Regions from separate parts of the Pan troglodytes genome. Here region 2 is linked to region 1. A link is a contact called in public Hi-C data. All regions are on one chromosome and are shown on one strand. Each heading gives the region's core, a stretch centred on a gene start, on an enhancer-like site or on the middle of the called end of the contact. The rest is flanking DNA. Distances are from core to core; before and after follow the strand shown. Region 1 holds the start of SYMPK (symplekin scaffold protein). Region 2 holds the start of IGFL2 (IGF like family member 2).

Region 1 (7,351 bases), core at 4,388-6,887:
TTTCCCTCTTATTGCCCAGGCTGGAGTGCAATGGCGTGATCTCAGCTCACAGCAACCTCTGCCTCCCAAGTTCAAGCGATTCTCCTGCCTCAGCCTCCCTAGTAGCTGGGATTACAGGCATGTGCCACCACGCCTGGCTAATTTTGTATTTTTAGTAGAGACGGGGTTTCTCCATGTTGGTCAGGCTGATCTCGAACTCCCGACCTCAGGTGATTCGCCCGCCTTGGCCTCCCAAAGTGCTGGGATTATAGGCATGAGCCACCGCGCCCGGCCGATGACCATATTTCAAATTTTAACTTCCTCTCGATCCCCATCTGTGTTGCTTTTTCTCCATAGCATTTATCATCATCACACACTACATACTTGTAAGTTCCACGAGGACAGTGATTTATTTATTTATTTGAAATCATTTTTTGGTAGAAACAGAGTTTCGCCACGTTGCCCAGGCTGGTCTTGAACTCCTGCGCTCAAGCAATCCACCCTCCTTGGCCTCCCAAAGTGCTTGGGATCACAAGTCTCAGCCATCGCCCCCGGCCTAGAACAGGGATTTTGTTCCTTCACTTTTTATATTCCCAGCACGGAAGAGTGCTTGGCACCTAGCAGGAGCTCAATAAACATCTGCTGAATGAGTGAACACTACTGCCAAACGGTCTCCCCAATCACTGGGTTCAGTATTCCTGCCCTTTCACTCTTGAATCCTAATAGCTATACTTGTTCTACTTTTTCCCCCTTTCTCACTACTGCACTTGACAAGTCTTTAAAAAAAAAAAAGGGCATGGTGTGGTGGCTCACTCCTGTAATCCCAGCACTTTGGGAGGCCAAGGTGGACAGATCACTTGAGGCCAGGAGTTCAAGACCAGCCTGGCCAACATGGCAAAACCCAGTCTCTGCTAAAAATACAAAAAAATTACTTGGGCATGGAGATGGATGCCTATAATCCCAGCTACTTGGGAGGCTGAGGCATGAGAATTACCTGAGCCTGGGAGGCAGAGGTTGCAGCGAGCTGAGATTGCGCCACTGCACTCCAGCCTGGATGACAGAGCAAGACTCTGTCTCAAAAATAAAACAAAACAAAAACAAAGAAAGGAAAGAAAACAAAAATAGGATGGGTATAGTGGCTCACAATTGTAAACCCAGCATTTTGGTAGGTCTAGGTGGGAGGATGGCTTGAGGCCAGGAGTTCAGGACTAGCCTAGGCCTAAAAACTAAAAAAAGAAGGCCAGGTGCAGGGGTTCATGCCTATAATCCCAACATTTTGGGAGGCTGAAGCAGGAAGAGTACTTGAGGCCAGGAGTTTGAAACCAGCCTGGGCAACACAGTGACACACCATCTCTAGACATATGCACAATTAGCTGGGCATCGATATCATGCCACTGCACTCCAGCCTGGGAAACACGGTAAGACTCCATCTCAAAAAAAAAAAAAAAAAAAAAAAAAAAAATTAGCCAGGCATGGTGCCATGAACCTTTAGTCCCAGCTACTCTGGAGGCTAAGGTGGGAGGATTGTTTGAGCCTGGTTGTAGTGAAGTATGATTGGGCTACCGTAGTCCAACCTGGGCAACAGAGCATGAACCTGATGAACCTGTTTCCAAAAAAAAAAAAAGAAAAAATAATCAGTTAATATATATTGAACACGGCCAGGCACGGTGGCTCAAGCCTATAATGCCAGCACTTTGGGAGGCCAAGGCGGGTGGATCACCCGAGGTCAGCAGTTTGAGACCAGTCTGGCCAACATGGTGAAACCTCATCTCTACTAAAAATACAAAAAAATTAGCCAGGCATGGTGGCAGGCACATGTAATCCTAGCTACTCGGGAGGCTGAGGCAGGAGAATCGCTTGAATCTGGGAGGGGGAGGTTGCAGTGAGCCGAGGTCACATCATTGCACTCCAGCCTGGGCAACAAGAGTGAAACTGTGTTTCAAATTAAAAAAAAAAAGAAAAAAAAACCACACACACACATAGAGAAAGAGAAAGAGAGAGAGAGAACACTTAATATGTGCTAAGCACAATTCTAAGATATACATATTAACTCATTTAAACCTCAGACACCAAGGTTTAAATGAATTAATATGTATATATTAGAATTAATATACATGAGTTAGGTTTACGTTTTTTGTTTTTTTGAGACAGGGTGTCACTCTGTTGCCCAAGCTGGAGTGCAGTGCCGCAATCTCAGCTCACCGCAATCTCTGCCTCCCGGGCTCAGGCGATCCTCCTACCTCATTTTCCCAAGTAGCTGAGACTACAGGCGAATGACCAGATAATTTTTGTACTTTCTGTAGAGAAGGGTTTCGCCATGTTGCCCAGGCTGGGAGTTACTATTTTTAATTTTCATTTTACAGATGAGGAAACTGAAGACCAGGGAGGTAAAGTGACCTGACCAAAGGCATATAGCTTGTAAGAGGCAGAGTCAGCAGCATGGCTGCATATCTTCCTTACCACTATGCTACAGTACTGTTTATCTGAAAGGAATTGTTTTTTACCCCCAGGTCTGTTTACGTAAGCCAAGGATCCTGGCCACCAGACAACCGGCATGCATGCCGTCCCCAGTCAAAACATAAAAAAAACAGGCCGGGCGTGGTGGCTCACACCTGTAATCCCAACACCACTGCACTCCAGCCTGGGCGACAGAATGAGACTCTGCCTCAAAAAATAAAATAAAATAAAATAAAACCCCATAATAAACATTTCCACTTTTTTCATGATAATACATTCAGATCAACCAAAATATTTTACCCTGTTTCATTCTTCTTCTGCTTTTTGGTTTATGCTTTCAGTTTTGTTTTGTTCTTTTTTAAACACACATACACAAAATTCTCCTGCAGGAGCTAGATTTTATGCAAAAAAAGGAAAAAAAATGAAAATAAAAAAACCCATATATACATATTTCCCTTTCGTTTACAAAAAGAGCATACACAGGGCCGGGAGCAGTGACTCACGCCTGTAATCCCAGCACTTCGGGAGGCGGAGGCAGGTGGATCACGAGGTCAGGAGTTCAAGACCAGCCTGACCAACATGGTGAAACCCCATCTCTACTAAAAATACAAAAATTAGCCAGGCGTGGTGGTGTGCCTGTAATCCCAGCTACCTGGGAGGCTGAGGCAGGCGAATTGCTTGAACCTGGAAGGCAGAGGTTGCAGTGAGCCGAGATCACGCCACTGCACTCCAGCCTGGGTGACAGAGTGAGACTCTGTCTCAAAAAAAAAAAAAAAGGAGCCTACACAGGCCCAGTTTGGTGGCTCAGGCCTGTAATCCCTGCACTTTGGAAGGCTGAGGTGGGCAGATCACTTGAGGTCAGGAGTTCAAGACCAGCATGGCCAACACAGAGAAACCCCGTCTCTACTAAAAATATAAAAATTACCTGGGTGTGGTGGGGCACGTTTGTAATCCCAGCTACTCGAGAGGCTGAGGTGGGAGAATCACTTGAACCAGGGAGGTGGAGGTTGCAGTGAACTGGGATCGTGCCAGCCTGGGCGACAGAGTGAGACCCTGTCTCAAAAAAAAAAAAAAAAAAAAGCATATACAATAAACACCAACCTCCACTTCACTCGTTTTCCCTTAATATATGTCGGAGGCCACTATATCAGTGTATAGAGATTTTCATCATTTCCTTTTATCTACCTCATTCCTTTTTAGAGTTGCATAGTATTTTTTATGTGGATGTATTATAGTTTCTTTCAGCCAATCTTCTTATTTAAGAACATTTGGGACGCGTGTAGCCTTTTGCTATGATGAACAGTATCACTGTTTCCCCTTCCCTCTCGATGTACTCGTTAAGAAGTGGTACCCTGCCCCACTGCTACCTAGGAATCTGATGACTACCCTGTTTCCCCAAACTGGCTCTAGGAGTATCTTTCATTCCTTCAACGAACATTAGCTGGGCGTCTCCGGCGTGATTGGCGCTGTGCTGAGAACACAGTGGCGACAGAGACAAACCTAGTCCCTACCTTCATGGAACACACGGTCACAGACATCATAAAACAGCACACAGATAAGAGTCGGATAACAAATTAGACCACACGTGACATGAAGGAACACGGACCGACAAAAGCATTTAACAGGCGGATTTCTGGATGGAGGGCAGGGAAGGAGGGCTTCGCAGAGGAAGTGACGTTGGTGCCGAGACCCGAAGGATGAAATGGGAGTTAGCCAAGCCGAATGGGTAAAAGGATGTTGCAGGCAGAAGGGACAGCCTGTGCAAAATCCCCGAAGCGGGAAAGCGCATGGCAAGTTTAAGGAACCGAAAGGCCAGGGCGGCTGTTAGAGGTGGGGGAAAAAGCAAAGAGGCCGAGTCGAAGCAAGCGAGGTCTGCGGGGCGGTGGCGCCCGGGGGGCCACGTTGGAACTTTGCCTCGAGGGCACTAGGGAGCCAAGGAAGGGTCCTGAGCAGGGGAAGAAACATGGGTCGCGAAAGCCACTGTTCCCCTCTCCCCACGGCGATGCCCTCCCCGCCCGCGCCCCTGCTTCTTTAGGCGCCTCCTCCTTTCGTCTCCGGGCCCAAACGCCGCCTCCCGCTCACCGCGGCTCTGGCCTCCGTTCCCCTCGCGCCCCCTCAGCAGTGCCTCTTCCTACACTCCGCCGCCGCCGCCGCCGCCGCCGCCGCCATCTTCCGTTCGTCGCCGGGAACGGTGCGCACGCGCCACAAACCCAGGGCCGCCGGGAAATGGAGTCCAGAGCACAGCCCGACCCCGCCCATGCCTCGTCCCGTGCGAGCGGCATTCTGCCCGCCTCCATACTACGGCGACCAGCCCCTTCATTTCCGGCTCTGGGTCGCTAGGCCTTCTGGGAAATGTAGTCCCTTCGGAGGCACCGGGCGGAAAGGGAGCTAGAGCATTCTGGGAAATGGAGTTCTCAGTGGCGCTGAGTCCCTGGACGGCTGGCTGGTCTTGGAGAGTGCGGAGTTCGGGCAGCGAAGCTCCTGGGTCTCGGAGGGGAGGTGGTCTGTTGCCCTAGTGGGGTCTGCGGAGAGGCCCCTATCCCCTCCATCTTTGTTCTTGACCCTTTCAACAGTCTGAAGCATTTCTTTTTCTTTTCTTTTCTTTCTTTCTTTTTTTTTGGAAACGGAGTCCCGCTCTCTCTCCCAGGCTGGACTGTAGTGGCGCGATCTCGGCTCACTGCAACCTCCGCTTCCTAGGTTCAAACGATTCTCCTGCCTCAGCCTCCCGAATAGCTGGGATAACAGGCACGCACCATCACGCCTAGCTAGTTGTTGTATTTTTAATAGAGATGGGGTTTCACCCTGTTGGCCAGGCTGGTCTCAAACTCCTGACCTCAAGTGATTCGTCCGTCCGCCCGCCTCGGCCTCCTGCAGTGCTGGAATTACAGGCGTGAGCCACCGCGCCCGGCCAAGTTAAGCATTTCTAGCTGTCGGAGGCCTCAGTCTTCCTGTCTGTCCAATGGGGATGTGATTTCGGGGACCTCTTACGGGTCCTTGTAGTCGCATAGTGGCCCTAGCGCTCTGATTCCCCTTTCTTCCGCCGCGGTCATGCAGGGCTCTGGCTCTTCGTCCTCTCCTGCCGAGATGATGAAGCCCGCTGAGGTAGAAAGGCTCCAGAGTTCTGACCTCGGGGCCCTTGGTATCTGCAGCGTCGCTGCGGGCAGCTCCCTCACTCCTGAATCACCCCCAGCTGTCGCGTCCTGGGGCTGCGGCCCCCGGCGCCTGAGGTCTGTCTCCTGGCGATCCCGCAGGGGGCGCCCCAGTCCGAGCGCGCCGCCCTCGGGGAGGCGGGAGGGGAGCCCGGGGCGGGCGAGGGCGGGGGTGTCCCGGCTATAAAGCGTGGCCGCCTCCCGCGGCGCTCGGGACAGCCGTACCCCGGGCGGTCGGACGGGCGGGCGCCGGTGGGAGCTCGGGCCGTGCCCGCTGAGAGATCCAGAGCGCTCCGTTCCCCCGGGGCCGGAGCGGGGGCGGGTGGGGGCGCAAGCCCGGGGGATGCTGGGCTCAGTGAAGATGGAGGCCCATGACCTGGCCGAGTGGAGCTACTACCCGGAGGCGGGCGAGGTGTGTCCTCGGGGATGGCGGAGCGGGAAGTTGGGGGCAGGTATCGGGGTGTGGGCTCACATGGAGCAGGGACTGGTTGTGGGTTCAAATGGAGGCAAAGGCGTCTACTTGGGCAGCCGAGGAACTGGGAACACGGAGACCAGGTGTGGAAGTCAGGGACCCGGGACGAGGCATGGATGGGAGCGCTGTTTGGGCAGCCTCGCCGCGGCCAGGGCTTAATGGAAGTCAGGAAAATTTAGCCAAGGGTCGGGTCACACCTTAAACTTGGGAGCCGGGTGTTGGAGCTCCAGAAAGCAAGGGATTTATATGTACAAACCAAAGATAGGAATCAGAGTTCCAGGGTAGGGGACAGACTAGGGGGTTTCAGGATGTGAGGTTCAAAGTTGGAGGGAAAGAAAGACTAAAAGATGGAGGAGGAGTCACCATTAAGGGAAGACTGAGGTGGGAGCTCAGGGCCAGCACACAGTGTTAAAGAACTGGGGTTCGGAGGTAAGGATCAGCTGGTAATCTAAGGTAGGGTCAGAAATAGGGATTGGTGCTCAGGGGTAAGAGATGGGGGTGCTCAGAGATGAAGCTTCGTTTTTGGAGTCTGAAATAACAGGTGGCTTAGAGTTGGGCATCTGGGAGCAGAAGATGTAGCCATCAGCATTGGCAGGAGAGGGGCCGATCTCCACCCCCCCATCCCTACCCATGACCCTCCGCAGGGACTCCCCAAGTCGGAAGATGGAGAGTTTTAGATTGTGCACCTTCCCCTGCTCCCTGCCAGTCCAGCAACCTCCAGCTATTGCTAAAATTCCCATCCAGTCTCACCTCAGACAAGGCTTCCCTGGAGTGGGGGGTGGCGGCATATTCTAATCCCCTCACCTGGACAGACAGAAAGTCCTTCCTCAAGTCTGACCCCCATTCGTCTTGCTGCAACGACCCCTACACCTTAGCTACCTCACTCTATAATCAACGTTGTGAGGTTGTGGGGGCTGGGGGTTGGGTTCTTGGTCTGAGAATTATGGGGGTCTGGACACTTGGACTTCTAACCTGGAAGGGGACTGTGGGCTTGAGGTGGGGTGTGGGGCAGGAATGGCTAGGTTCTCCAAGGAGTCAAGATCTGGTGGCTGCGGGGGCCCCAGTGTGCCTGAGTCTTGGGTCTGGGGCTCGAAACTGTAGGGTGGGACTCCTGGATCCCCAGGCCTTCAGGGCTGGGCAAGGTGCCTGGGAAGGGCCAGTCCTGGGTTTGGGGAGGTGTGAGGTGCACGTGGAGTGGGGCAGGGCCAACAGGGAAAGGGACTGGGAGTGTTGAGAGGTGGAGGCAGGGTGGCTGGAGGTGTCAGTTGTGAGATGCAGAAGGCAGAGACCCAGG
Region 2 (7,562 bases), core at 2,633-5,132, 220 kb after region 1:
ATGAAAATCATGTCCCTGACATGGAAATCAAGACACTTTCACCACATTCTACTGGTCAAGGAAGTCACAAGGTAAGCCCAGATTGAAGAGGAAGGGATTCAATTCCACCTTTCAATGGGAAGAACAGAAAGAATTTGTGGCTATCTTAAACCTACCACTTAAATAGAGTTTTCAATAGTTTAAAGAATAATTTATTTTTAGAACAGCATTAGATTTACAGAAAAATTAAGAAGCTAGTATAAAAAGCTTCCAAATACCTTGAAACCAGCTTCCCCTATTTTTAGCTTCTTACGTTAGTATTTTATTATAATTAATGAAAGGATATTGATACCCCGTTAGTAACTAAAGTCCATAGTTTATCTAGGTTTTCTTCATTTTCACCAGATGTTCTCTTTCTGTTCCAGAATCCTATTCAGGACACATTGCATTTAGTTGTCCTGTCTCTTTAGCCTCCTCTTGACTGTGACAGTTTCTCAGATTTTTCCTTGTTTTTGATGACCTTCACAGTTATGAGCAGTACTGGTAAGGAACTTGCTTATTTTCTGGCACAAGATGCTTCAGATCCTTACCAGGGTCTGAAGGGCACTGGTAAGGTTGTAGAATATCCCTACTGGAATTTGTGTGATTTTTCCCTCTAATGATTAGACTGACATTATTGGTTTTGGGGAGCAAGATAACAGAGGTAAAGTACCATTTCTATCACATCCTATCAAGGAGATACTGTCAACATGATTTATCATTGATGATTATGACACCGATTACCTGGCTGATGTGGTATTTTTCTCCAGTGTAAAGTTACTCTTTTTCTCCCCTTTCCACATTGAACTTTTTGGAGCCAGGTCATTATTTGCAGCCTGCATTTTAAAAGGTGAGGAGTTGGGCTTTCCTTCCTTGATGGTGCTGTATTTATATATATTACTTGGAATTCTTCTGTATTAGAGATTTGTCTCTTCTCCCCACTTATTTATTCAATCATTTATTTATACCAGTAGGAACTCATGAGTATTTATTTTAAACTTTGGGTTTATCTTAGTCCATTCCTGCTGCTATAACAAAATACCTTAGACTGGGTAATTTATAAACAACAAAAATTTATCTCTCACAGTTTCCGGAAGTTTGAAAGTCCAAACTTTCAAACACCTGCAGAGTCAGTGTTTGGTGAGGGCTGCTCTCTGCTTCAAAGATGACATCTTCTCACTGTATCTTCACATGGCAGAAAGGGGAAACAAGAACAGACTTCCTCCAGCACTTTTATATGGGCACTAATCCCACTCATGAGGGAGGAGCCTTCGTGACCTAATCATCTCCTATAAACCTACCTCTTAACACCGTTGCATTGAGGATTAAGTTTCAACGTGAATCTTGGAGGGACACAAAAATTCAGACCACAGTAGGGTCATAACCCAATACCACCGAATTCATTTCTTGCTCAAATTGTTCCAGCTTTGGCCACTGGGAGCTCTTCTGTTGGCCCTTGTGCCCCTTTGACATATTGTGATCAATGTGGGGTTATATCATTATTGTAATTGTTATTTTCAGCACTTCCTTATTTTCTGGCACAAGATGTTCCAGATTCATCGTGTATATTTTCTGTTCCAGATCTAGAATGTGCCATTTCTCCAAGGACTGTGCAGTCCTTTTTTACACCTCTTTCCTTTTAAATTTATTCCGTGGTTCTAGTTCTTCTTTGATCCTAAAAGTTTAGGTCAAATTGTATACATTTTCCCGGTTAGTTTTATTTAGTAAATATAAATATATTATTTAGTTTTATTATAAATACATTATTTATAATAAATATAAATAATAAATATCCTGGTGTTGTCAACTTAAAATGCCCAGAAATATGTAAAAGTGAAAACAAAACTCTTGATTTAAAGATACGTTTCACTCTATCTTTCCTGGCTGCCCGGCACTTCTACCTATGCGTCTACCCTGTTCACTGACCTAGCTTCTGTTCTTTCGGTGCTGGAAGCACAAAGAGGGTGTGAGATTCCTAACATTATGGTGATTATCCATGGGCTTTTCAAATATGTAAAGCGGATTACCTCAAAGGCCCCCTTTGGCTTCTTTAGAGACACAAATGCTGAGGATCTCTCACCTAAGCATCCCTCGATGCGGGCTGTTGCGTCTTGATTTCATCTGGGTAGTTACAGGCATCATCCACCACGAAGTTTCCAACCCAGAGTCAGGATGCAGCTGAGCTTGACGGGCGTGGTGCAGACGTCGGTGCAGCGAAAGCTGAGGAGCCGTGGGCATTCACCCGGGTGCTGGTGTTTCTAAATCGCGGGCTGCGACCTGCATACTCAGGTGCCAGCTGGGAGCAGAGGCGGATTTGCGAGGCCAAAACCTGGGTGTGACTTGGAATCTCAGTCGCGCTATGGGGGTGCACGCTGGCTCAAATCCCCGCGGAAGATGCACCTGTGACCTGCCCACGCTGCAAAACCAGGTGCGCTGCCATGGGCACGACTCACTGGGCTCCATTTTCACCACAGGGAACTTGGACCGCCTGACATTGAAAAAGACTGAGGTAGCTCGGGGGCAGCCAAAAGAAACCAGAGGCGGGGATCCTAGTACCATTCAGGAAGTGGACCCAGCCGCAGACTCAGGAGCGTTCCAAGTGTCCAGAGCGTCTGGTAGTCGCAATAGCCAGTGATCAGTGACACCCCCAAGAAAGTGATAGGGACAGAAACATGGCGACTACTTACACTGCCGCCCCCGTGCGCCCCTGCGCGAGCTCTGCTGGAGGCGCCCGCGGGAGCGCCTGCGGGAGCGCTCCACTGCGGAATCCGCCGCTCTCTTCTCTGAGCAGTCTCCTACTGCCATCTAGGGAGGAATACGGGGATACCGGCTGGAGTACCCTCTCTATCTTCTTGCCTGCAGGGGTCGCAGGATAGATGTTTCGAGAGCCTATAAAAGTCATACAGTGCTATGGTGGGTGCACGCTAAACGTGCCTTTGACACTGTGATTAAATCATATAACCCATATAAAAAGTAATTGGAAAAGACAACCCCCAGAATGGAGAGAATGTTTAAAAATCGTATTTCTGATAAGAGATTAATATCCAGAATATATAAATAACTCCTGAACTCAACAACGGGAACAAATAACTCATTTAAGAGACAAGAGAAGGATTTGAATAGACATTTCTCTAAATAAAATACATAAATGGCCAATAATTACATGAAAAGATGCGCAACATCATTGATCATTAGGGAAATGCAAATCAAAATAACATGGAGATAGTACTTCACTCCAACTAGCATGGTTATTAACAAAAAAACAGAAATTAACAGGTGTGGGTAAAGATGCGGAGAAATTAACAGGTGTTGTGCATTGCTGGTGGTAATGTAAAATGGTTCAGCTGCTGTGGAAAACAATGGGAGTTTCTCAAAAAGGTAAATATAGAATTAATTAATATACGACCCAGCAATCCCAATAGTAGGTATGTACTCCACACAATTGAAATAGGGACGCAAAAAGATATTTGACATCAATGTTCATATCAGCATTATTTGTAGTAGCCGAAAGATGGAAATAACCCAAGGGTCCATCGACAGATGAATGGATAAACAAAATGAGGTATTTTGATACAATGGAGCTGGCTACTAACCACCCGCTCCTGTATTACCTAAAGGCCTTCACTCCCTAACCCATTGGTCTTTTTTGTCCATTAGTTTTTGTAGGGGTTATAACAGCATTCAAGTGTGGAGTCAAGGCTCACTTTAAAATGCAGCAAACATAGCTATGTATCAATTCACCACAGTCTGTCAAAAGGCCTGTGACGCACTCTCTCTGGGGGTATTTCAGCCGATATCCCAGTAGTCAACACTAGATGGCAGTAGGAGACTGCTCAGAAAATGGAGAGCGGCGCCCACCTTGCAGTGCGCAGGCGTCGTCAGTAGACATCGCGCAGGCGTCGTCAGTAGACATCGCGCAGGCGTCGTCAGTAGACATCGCGCAGGCGTCGTCAGTAGACATCGCGCAGGCGTCGTCAGTAGACATCGCGCAGGCGTCGTCAGTAGACATCGCGCAGGCGTCGTCAGTAGACATCGCGCAGGCGTCGTCAGTAGACATCGCGCAGGCGTCGTCAGTAGACATCGCGCAGGCGTCGTCAGTAGACATCGCGCAGGCGTCGTCAGTAGACATCGCGCAGGCGTCGTCAGTAGACATCGCGCAGGCGTCGTCAGTAGACATCGCGCAGGCGTCGTCAGTAGACATCGCGCAGGCGTCGTCAGTAGACATCGCGCAGGCGATGGATGAGGCGGCTTTGGCCGCCATGTTTCCGTCGCAGTAACCGCCTTGGTGTCAGTATTCATTGCCAGTTTCGGGCGTTCTGGACAATTGGGATGCTGCAGAGTTCATGGCTGCTCGTTGCGTGGGACAAGAATCCTCTGCAATGGTTTGTTTTGGCTGCCCAGGAGGTGCGTCAAGTCGCTGCCGCTCCCCTCGTGGGCGTCAGGCCTCAGAGTTCCCCGCCTAGAAAATGGAGCTCAGCCAGTCGTGCGTACCACGGTGCACCTGGTTTTGCAGCCTAAGCGGGTCACTTTAGTGCATCCTCCTCGCGGATTGGAGCCTGTTTGCACCCCTATAGCCCGAATGAGACCCAAGTCACACGGGCTCAGATGTTCTTCGCCCCTGGCCATGATCCCCCAGCCAGCCACCCGAGTTTCCAGGCCTCAGGCGCTTTGGAAACGCCTGTACGTCGCCTGTACCTGAATGGCAGGTACTCATCTGCTTTAGCTACATCATAGTCTGCACCACTTCTGCCAGCTCGATTGCAGCCTGGATTTGAGTCAGAAACTTTTCATGGTGGATGAGGGTTGTAAATATCCAAAGCGACTCCAGATGAAATTGCCCTCATCAAAGGAAGCTCAGATGACAGATTTCTGCATAGAAGCCAAAAAAGCCTTCCCTCAAGGAAAGAGTCAGTTTCAAGTATTTGCAAACTCAGAACAGTGTCAATTTTAGATCACTACAATGCTGCCCATCAAGGAAGAACCCTATTGCTCCCTGGCGTCTCTCCTTGAGCCCTAAACACAGTAGATTCAGAAACTAAGTCAGCAAATGGAGGAAGATTCTTAACCGTGATAAGTTGGAAAACGTGCGTCAGAGGGCCACATCCCTTCCTCGAGTTCAGGCTACCACCTGACTGCAGGTCAGAGCTGGAAGAGACAGTGAAAATGTAAGTTTAAATCAAGACTGTCGTTTTCACTTTTACATACTTAAAGCCATTTTAAATGAGTCACGGGCAGATATTTATTAAATAAAATGACCAAAAAATTAATGGGATTTGACCTAACTTTTATCCTGGGGCAGGGGAAGAACTAGCACTGCAGAATACATTTAAGCTGCGAGCCGTGGCTCCTGCCTGTAATTCCAGCACTTTGGGAGGCCGAGATGGGAGAATCCCTTGAGGCCAGGAGTTTGGGACCATTCTCATCAACATAGCGAGTCAACTTAGGGAGATCCCATCTCTATTTATTTTTTAAAATAAAAAAAAGAATAAATTTAAAAGGAAAGAGGTGTGAAAACGACAGCTACTTAGTAATTAAATTCTGTGAGTCATGGCTTGTTCATGGGAATGATTCTATTTGAATGTTATAATAATTTTGTTTCTAATTTCAGAAAGTATTTTGGTCCTTCTGACCAAGTCTTTGTATCTGTGTAAATCATGAGTTAAAGAAATAACTTTCCAAAAAGAGGTTGAGATCTTCTGATTCAGGACTTAAGCATTGTGAGTGTCAAGGGGATGTGGTGTCAGTGTTGAGATGTGTGGCCCTGTCCCTGTTGGTGGTCTTGGTTTCAGACTTCTGTCAGGAAAGAGTCAGACAGTGTTGACTAGGAAAAGGAGTTCTGTGGTGTCTGTGGTTTGGTCTGTGGTAATTTTGCTGAGCCAGAAAGGGAATTCCAGCCTTGATGTCCAGGGCTGACTCTCCGGGCAGGCTGCCCATTGGTGAGTGGGAGCAGTGCCTGCTGTGCTTTCAGGACTGTGTCCATCACTTCCTGTCCAGGTGGACACTGTAGCGCAGGCTTCCTATTGATGGACGGGAACCTGATCTCCCTGTGCTTTTACTGCCATGCTCATCACGCACTGGGGATCATCAGCCCACCTTCTAAACCCAGCCCACAATTGGCCAGTTATTTTGTGGGTGATAGTGCAACTGTCTGTGTCGCCAGGCTTCCCACACAACTGTCTGCATCTGGTTTGGACTGGCTAAACCAGGCCACACCAAAGGTCAGGGGAGCCTTAGATACATAACGCTTATTTCAGGTGTGAGGGAGCATGTGAAGGCGCCCTGATTGCATCTTTAGGAAGTGTTCATTATCGTGATTGCGTTTTTATATGTAACATTTAAAATATTGTCTAACTTATTTTAAAATAATTTTAGACTTACAAAGAAGTTGCAAAAACAGTATGGTGAATTTGCCTTTTTCACTCAGCTTCCTCTAATGTTGCATAGCCTTAATAAAATTATTGAAACCAGAAAACTAATACTGACATAATACTATTAACTGATCTGCAGACCGTATTTGAGTTTCATCAGTTGTCCCACTCGTGTCCGCTTTCTGGTCTAGGATGCAATCCAGAATTCAGTGTTGCAATTCGTTATTGTGTTTCCTTACTCTCCTCTATTCTAGGATAGTTCTTCCTTAAGCCTTATCTGTCTGATAAGCCTTGTCTTATCAGACAGATAGTCTTGTCTGTGTATATGCAGCCTAGCCCTCAGCCAGGAATTTGGGGAAGACTCCACAAGGACATGTGGTGCTTACCTCTGCATAGTTCTTCTTTGATACCATACCTCAGAGACTCCAGCCTCACCAGCTGCCCTGAATGCCCTCAGTGCTGCAGAACTGCTGTCCTGTGCTCAGATCCCAGCTATCTGCATTGCAGTTGGGAAATTGTTCTTTGACAAATAACTTGTTTATCTAAGGGCTCACCCTGTAAATGTCCATCCCTTGTGGAATTGTAGTCTTGTGCTACCTGTTGTCTGGTACCTAAACACAGTGGCTTCATATACTTTATTCTGTGTGCAGTTTTATAGTTGTTAATGTCAAGAGAGCTAGTCTAGTTTCAGTTAACACCATCATGGCTAGAAGTGGGAGAATCCTCACTTTCATTTTGAAGGCTATTTTAGCAGAGTATACACTTCTACATTGGCCGTTTCATTCTTTCACTCGTTAATGAGGAAATTCCTTGTTAGTACTATTCATGTCCTTGGTTAGCAGGCCAGTCATGCTTTCAGGAGTCTAGTTTTCACACCATCTTCTCTTCAGTTCAAATTACTATTACTTTCCTTTTCTGTTTCCCCATACCTGGGTCCATGAAGATGTATTTACTATTACTACTATCATTATTAAGACAGTTAAACTCTCCTGGGTTCCTAGGTGGGAGAGAAGTTTAACTGTCTACAAGTATAAGGGGAGAACTGGAAGGCAAAAAGAGGGTAGCCTTTTGGGGCAAGGTGTTTCTCTTTAGAGAGACTGTAATTCTCTTGATCCCCACAGGGTGGAGGTAAACTTGGCTAGTTTCCTAGTTCAGTGCATACTAAACCTCTGAACT

What was found. Hi-C and Micro-C count contacts between places; a contact is called where the count stands out from the background.
Region 2: a contact with region 1 is called in a Hi-C map of stem cell-derived neural progenitor cells, with 2.6 times the contacts expected there. The contact joins the promoter of IGFL2 here to the promoter of SYMPK in region 1. A contact is called at or near these places in 1 of 7 Hi-C or Micro-C datasets (stem cell-derived neural progenitor cells) and 1 of 1 datasets of contacts at active chromatin or transcription factors (stem cell-derived excitatory neurons).

The regions. Positions count from the first base shown.
Region 1 is chr20:48,820,682-48,828,032 of NHGRI_mPanTro3-v2.0_pri, forward strand. SYMPK (symplekin scaffold protein) reads right to left here and starts at 5,638. Exons shown (of 27, transcript XM_009435848.5): 1 at 4,519-5,638. The coding sequence starts at 4,733. It overlaps FOXA3 (forkhead box A3), which reads left to right and starts at 5,796. Exons shown (of 2, transcript XM_512763.7): 1 at 5,796-5,997. The coding sequence starts at 5,929.
Region 2 is chr20:49,043,352-49,050,913 of NHGRI_mPanTro3-v2.0_pri, forward strand. IGFL2 (IGF like family member 2) reads left to right here and starts at 3,883. Exons shown (of 8, transcript XR_010153902.1): 1 at 3,883-5,183.